Regions from separate parts of the Sus scrofa genome. Here region 2 is linked to region 1. The links are chromatin contacts, called in public Hi-C maps. All regions are on one chromosome and are shown on one strand. Each heading gives the region's core, a stretch centred on a gene start, on an enhancer-like site or on the middle of the called end of the contact. The rest is flanking DNA. Distances are from core to core; before and after follow the strand shown. Region 1 has its middle 12 kb from the start of FAM13C. Region 2 has its middle 170 kb from the start of SLC16A9.

Region 1 (3,397 bases), core at 538-3,037:
TGGATACTTTGCCTTATCCCTGACCTCAGTAGCCTCCAAACACTTCCCTTCTTCCACTCTTACTTCCAGACCTCTCACGATTATCATGTGGGTGGGACGGGGAAAGAGGGAGATGTCATCTTCGTCCCTTCAGCTTCCTCCCATAGAAACAACTTCACAAACAGTGGAGAAGTAGGTAGCCCAGGCAAGCCCATAGAAGCCAATTTACCCATAATGTAGCAGAAATTGGAGGCGGACTACTGAGATAGTCCCATTCTATTTCTAAAAATAGAAGACCATTTTCTGATGGAGTTATTGAGGTTTCCTAGAAGATTGTAAGTAGAACCTACAAGTCAACATTCTGTGTTATGAGTCCAAAAAAGTCTAGTAGTATTGTAACACCATTAGTTCAAGTTCTTATTCTTTGGACAATCTTTTACCACTTTCATTAAGTCATTTATTGCATTGATATGGTCATCTAGATGACATCAACACATATATATATATACAGTTCTTTTTCACTTCTTTACTTTCTTCTCTCTTTCCTTCCCTTCCCTACCTCCATCTTGCTTTCAAAGTTTCCTCCTTTCCTTCTTTCCTTCCTTTTTCCTCCCCTCCCTTAAACAATGTTGTGGCAGTTTCTGCTGTACAGCAAAGTGACCCAGTCATATATATATACGTGTGTGTGTGTGTATGTATATATATATATATATATATACACACACACACATTTCCTTTCTTATATTATTTTCCATCATGGTCTGTCCAAAGAGATTGGATATAATTCCCTGTGCTGTACAGTAGGACCTCATTGCTTACCCATTCTAAATGGAATAGTTTGCATCTACTAACTCCAAACTCCCAGTCCATCTTATTCCCTCCTTTTTTTTCCCTCCCTTTCTTCCAAAAATAGGCCATACAGCTTTTTTCCATTTCCCAAGAATCAAAAAATTTTAAAGCTGGCCAAGCCATTAGAGACCGTCAAATCTAGCTGCTTCATAATGTAGGACACTGAGGTCCAGGGATGTTTAGCCACTCACCCCACAAGATTGAGTGTGTTGATAGAATTGAGGCAGCTTTCAAGCCCAAGAACACTCCCTCTATGCTTTTTCTTGCACTGTGTTGCTTTCTAGGTTTTTAAGCTTTCGGCAGTTTAGTTGTTAGGTGAAAAGTATCTCTAATGGGTGATATAGATTTTAACATTTATATTTCCTTTTTTTTTCTTTCTTTTTTTTTCTTTTGTGCGTGTGTGTGTGTGTGTGTGTGTGTGTGTGTGTGTGTTTGGTCTTTTGAGGGCTGCACCTGCGGCACATGGATATTCCCAGGCTAGGGGTCTAATCAGAGCTGTAGCTGCCAGCATACGCCACAGCCACAGCAACACCAGATCCGAGCCACATCTGTGACCTACACCACAGCTCATGGCAATGCCGGACCCTTAACCCACTGAATGAGGCCAGGGTTCAAACCCACAACCTCATGTTTCCTATACAGATTCGTTTCTGCTGCGCCACGACGGGAACTCTGATTTTAACATTTATATTTCTAAGTTGCTTCTAGATATTCTATTTTTGTTTTCTAGATTGACCATTTGTGATTAGTTTTATGGCAGTAATTTGTGTCCTGTTGGTTCTAGGATTTGATATTTACTGTTTTAGCTGAAAGACATAGTATCACACATGAATTTTTAATGATTTCTTGAGGACCATTAAGAAGTTAGTTGGTTTCTGTGCGAAGTCCAGCCCAGTAACAACAGGCCCTGCAGTGATCTGAGTTGAATACCACACTGAGGGATTGATACCAAATATAGAAACAGAGCAGCCCTGACTGCCTTAGGGCCCAAGGGAATGCATTCTCTCTGGGTGTGTGTAAACCACCTGCAAATGGCAAATAGCTCACAAGGTCCATAGAAGGTGGAGCTAAGTTATTGTCTCAAGGAAGTGGTAAAGGCGAATTTTATTTTTTAATAGTAGGCACTCAGTAATTAGAAATAGTTGTGGAGTGAGACATTATGCTTTTAGAACTATAAATATCTGCTGTTTTTAGCATTAGTGAATAGTATGCCTGCCTAATCTTAGCAATGTATGACTTTTGAGTTATTTTTTCCAGTATGATTGGTAGCTGGTACATTTTACCAAGTTTCAATAGCCCACATTTGTGAACACACTGGGGAGAGGATTATGAGAAGGAGAGAGAAAAGCAGAAGAGAAAAGGGCAGACACGACTATAAGATTTTTCTTTGTTGCTACTGAGCAAAATAAAATTTAAAATTGCTTCATATTTGGATTTTATCCAGCTTTTATCTAGCCAGCTAATACTGGCTTCATTAGCAACATGCTCTAAGCTAGGAGTTCTTAATCTTTTATTTCCCTCTAAGCCAAGAAGGATGGATGTTGGCTGGGGTGTGGAATTTTCCCATCAGTGTGCCAGGGTTATGAGCAGTTCCCAGTGGAAGTGCTGCAACAACCCCACCCCTTAAACTGCACTGAAGAATGTAGTTGGGAATGAATGGGAGACAGAATGATGCTGTTTGAAGGGAAAAAAGCATGGATCTACTCTAATTTATTATTTAGGAATTCAGTTATTTCCAAATATCAAATTTGACAAATAGATTACCAGTTGCAACATGTTGTGCAGGGTGTTGAAACAATGATAGTGAGGATTGCTGCTTTAATCAGATAAATTAAGTAGCCAGACCTTTTGTTCTTTGAGAATGTCAGAAATCTTGCCTCTCTTCTTCATAAGTGTATCATACCCCATATGATTAACATATACCCTAAAAGTACAGATTAATGGTCCTTTGAAATGAGAGGTATAACTGTCTGCTGTCATGACTCTAAGAATAGAAAACCAACATTCAAGGTAAATGTCTGTAGCAGATTAAAAATGGATACAAATACTTTGAGGCTCCTCCCATTAAAAGCTGGGTCTATTATTTCTGCAAAGAGGACATACAGATGGCCACTAGGCACATGAAAAAATGTTCAACATCACTAATTTTTAGAGAAATGCAAATCAAAATTATAATAAGGTACCACCTCACACTGGTCAATAGCCATCATTAATAAGTCTACAAAAACAAATGCTGGAGAGAGTGTGGAGAAAAAGGAATCTTCTTATACTATTGATAGGAATGTAAATTGGTACAACCACTCTGGAAAAGAGTATGGAGGATCCTTAGCAAACTAAATATAAAACTACAATATGATCCAGAAATCCCACTCCTGTACATCTATTCAGACAAAACTATAATTTAAAAAGATTCATGTATCTCTATGTTCATTGCAACAGTATTCACAGTAGCAAGACATGGAAAAAAACTCAATGTCCATCAACAGATGAATGGATTAAGAAGATATAGTACATATACTCCATGGAATACTATTCATCCATAAAAAAGAATAAAATAATGCCATTTGCA
Region 2 (3,397 bases), core at 593-3,092, 170 kb before region 1:
GGAAGTCAAGAAGCAAGGAGAAATCTGGGATGCAGGCCAGTGATGCTAAGATTTTCTCATCGAGGTAATGAAGTTCAAGGGTAGGTGAATGTTTTAGCTGCTGTGACCTGTAGGCTATTCCTACCATGGTCAACAGCACACAGCCTTTCATAATGCCATATAACATAACACCACAGCATTTCATAAGATATTCATGTGACGCTTTCTTCAATGATCTAATGGCTTCAGAGATTAGAGGATGGAGGGAGTATTCACATCAGTCTGTGGGCTTAGAAAGGAGATGACCTTGGAAAGATGTAACTTCTGACCAGTATGGTCCCTGACCTACTCTGCAAGGAAAGAGCTCCAGGATTTCCCGTAGCTTAGATAAGGCAGCTCCAGCAGTTATTTGGCTTTAGTTTGTCTTTCAGCAATTTTGTGGCCATTTGCCCAGCTCTATGCTTTGGCTTTATTCAGTATTTATTTCCTCCTATCACTGCAATCAGCTGTCCAGTACCATTTGAGGACTCAGCTGATGGCAGTCAGCAGCAACAGCCTTTAGCACAGAGACTAAGCCTGTCACATGTTTGTTGGACTCTAGGCATCAGGACCAAAGATGCTGGCTCCCTGCAGCTCCAAATCACTGGTTACCCATCTGTGTCTCAAGGGTTAATGACTTCTTCCTCCTCCTCCTTTTCCCCTCAATTTGGGTCCGAGTCCTCTTCATTGCTATCACATCCCTGGCTCTTTATGTTCCTGAACAGGTTAGGGACCAGGTAAGTTACAGATTAGGAGTTTCTTCTCCCTGCCCCTCCCAAAGTTGCTGATTTTTCAAATGCATGAATAATTCTGTCTTCTGCAATTCTTGAGTATCTGTCACCCTCTCCTTCAATGCCATATGATTTCCAACTGGAACCTCTGCCTCTTGGCTTCTGATCTCACATGTGCCAGACCAGGGAGTCAGGCTTACACAGATATAGGCCAGTGCTGCCCCACCCATTGCTTTTTTGTGTGGGGACACAAAACGTTACAGCTGATGATTCCTATGGCAGCCTCCTAGATTGAGAAAAACTGGAGAGCAGAGGCCATGTCCTGCCCTGCCCTTTGTTCTCTCAGTTTCTTTTCTAATAATCTTCCTTATAAAGTTGTCAATCAACATTTATTTCATTGAATAGTTATGATTCACATGCCTTGTGTGATCCTAAAATCTTTTCTGAATCTTATTGTGTAGAATTATAGAGCTGGAAGGAGTGTCAGAGACTTGAAAAATTCCCTATGATTTGGAAAAATGACAAAAATGATACCCAGAGAAGTTAAATATCTTTCCCTAGGTCATGCAGCTAGTGGGTTGCTAAAGCTGGTATTGGGAGCCTCATCTCCAGGCTCTTGGTTTGGTGCTTCTCACAAAGACTGAGCGTTGTATTTAATGGAGATTTTGTGTTCTGTCAAATATCAGCATCCAACAGAAACAGACCATTGTCAGGCATCCCTAACACAAACTTACCAAGTGCAATACAGTTAGCCAATATGTGTATGTTTTCTGGTCAGTTTTTGCATAGCTTTGCAAAGTCAATTAAGTTTTTCAGGAGACTTGACAGCATTATTGAATGTTATTCCTCAAAGGAATCTGGACATGCCTTGGATATTTTCAGTTTATCCATCATGAGTGTTATCATGATGCTGTTATAACTCAGAGTTTGGAGGATCATTCTTATAATTCTTTTGGTAAGAGAAGCTTGGAACAATGAGAAATGTTAAATAGCAGTATGACTCACACATACAGTCATTTGGAAAGTATCCTGAAATACTCAGAAAACATGGAACCAATGCTGGAAAACCTGTGATTGCAAAGCAGAGTGATGGTGTCTGTCTCTTGGTATGTTGTATGAGTGAGCTAGAGAGGCAGGAAAATGGAAGCGGCCATGGGAGAGGTCACCACCCTGTGAGTAATGTAGGAGAAAAAATGAAAGTAGAGGAAAAAGCCAGGAAGTATCAGTGTCTCAGCAGAGTCTCAGTGGGAGATTCAAATCAGAAAATCAGAAAGTTCACTGTCATTATCTCCTTTTCTCTCAGACGGAAAATAAGATGACAGAAACAGCCCTGCTCAGAGCTAGAGAGGTGAAAACTGTGGAAAGTAGATGACTGGATTTGTGCACTATCTTTTATCTGAATGTAAACTTAAGTCAATCCCTGAAGACAACCCTGGATGCTGTCTCTAGCTGTGAAAGGTCAGCCTGGGAAACACGGTATCCCAGGTCTATCAGTCTTCCTAAGTCCCAGAAGCAGCACACTTCTGCTCTCGAATTACCAGTGTAGTTATGTAGATGAGACATTCATGGTTATTTCAGTGAGCCCTGTTCTAAAATGTTGCTCTTTGGGATCTTGATCAAACTTTGTCCATGGCTAAATGAGATGGCAAAATGGAGCTGCTTTTGACAAGTGTCATGAGGTGGGCTGAGAAAGGTCTCAGCTGGGGAAGCAGATGACCCTGAGTTCTGGTCATGAGCCTTCTTACAATGATGTGTCTTGGATAAGTCATGTGACTTTTCTGTCATGCCCATTTTCTTTTCTGGTCACAACACAGAGACTTCAGAGGTCTCCTCTGGTGCCAGCATTCTATGATGTTTTATTTTGTGCCTTTTCTGAATTGTAGGAATATCTGATCCGTGTTCCTGCTAGCTTGGACTTCTATTGGTTGTTTGGCAATTCAGTTGGTCTTGAAACTCTTTTTTTAACCTCATTAAGCCACACTTCCATCCATAAATTGCTATTCTGTGTACTCTTATTGTTATAAGATAGGAAAAGATCTGCTGATCATCCCTTCGAAGGCATTAGCCAGTTACCGTGTTACCTTTCTAAGTGGGGGAAAAATGGCTTATCCAGTATAAGACATATTAATGCTAGAATCTCCAGACAAGAGTATAGAAGAGAGTGTGTGTGTGTGTGTTGCTGTAAGGGAGAACAAAATTATACAAATCTGAGGTGTCAAATCAAGTGTTACTACAGTATTTGAGTAAAGTCCTTTTTCTAAGCCAAGGGTGAAGGTTAAGCAGCAAGTATTTATAAGACTCTTTGTTTGACCACTTTACATCAGCCAGAATGGCCATCATCAAAAAGTCTACAAACAATAAGTGCTGGAGAGGGTGTGGAGAAAAAGGAAACCTATTCCACTATTGGTGGAATTGTACATTGGTGCAACCACTGTGGAAAACAGTATGGAGATGCCTCAGAAAACTAAAAATAGAACTACCCTTTGATCCAGCAATCCCACTTCTGGGCATTTATCCAGAGAAAACCATGACTTGCAAAGACACATGTACTCCGATGTTCATTGCAGCACTCTTTGCAATAGCCAAGACATGGAAACAACCTAAATGTCCATCGATAGAGGAGTGGATCAAGAAGTGGTACATATACA

Evidence for each region. Hi-C and Micro-C count contacts between places; a contact is called where the count stands out from the background.
Region 2: a contact with region 1 is called in a Hi-C map of embryonic fibroblasts, with 2.2 times the contacts expected there. The contact joins two enhancer-like sites. A contact is called at or near these places in 2 of 47 Hi-C or Micro-C datasets (embryonic fibroblasts and skeletal muscle).

What each region holds. Positions count from the first base shown.
Region 1 is chr14:62,764,856-62,768,252 of Sscrofa11.1, reverse strand. No RefSeq gene overlaps it. Among named protein-coding and RNA genes, the nearest start is that of FAM13C, 12 kb to the right of the region's middle. Within about 2 kb of position 1,787, at least 20 of the 83 cell types and tissues checked have an H3K27ac peak or open chromatin away from gene starts, as enhancers often do. A contact at or near this core is called in embryonic fibroblasts, where this site is marked.
Region 2 is chr14:62,933,651-62,937,047 of Sscrofa11.1, reverse strand. No RefSeq gene overlaps it. Among named protein-coding and RNA genes, the nearest start is that of SLC16A9, 170 kb to the left of the region's middle. Within about 2 kb of position 1,842, at least 9 of the 83 cell types and tissues checked have an H3K27ac peak or open chromatin away from gene starts, as enhancers often do. A contact at or near this core is called in embryonic fibroblasts, where this site is marked.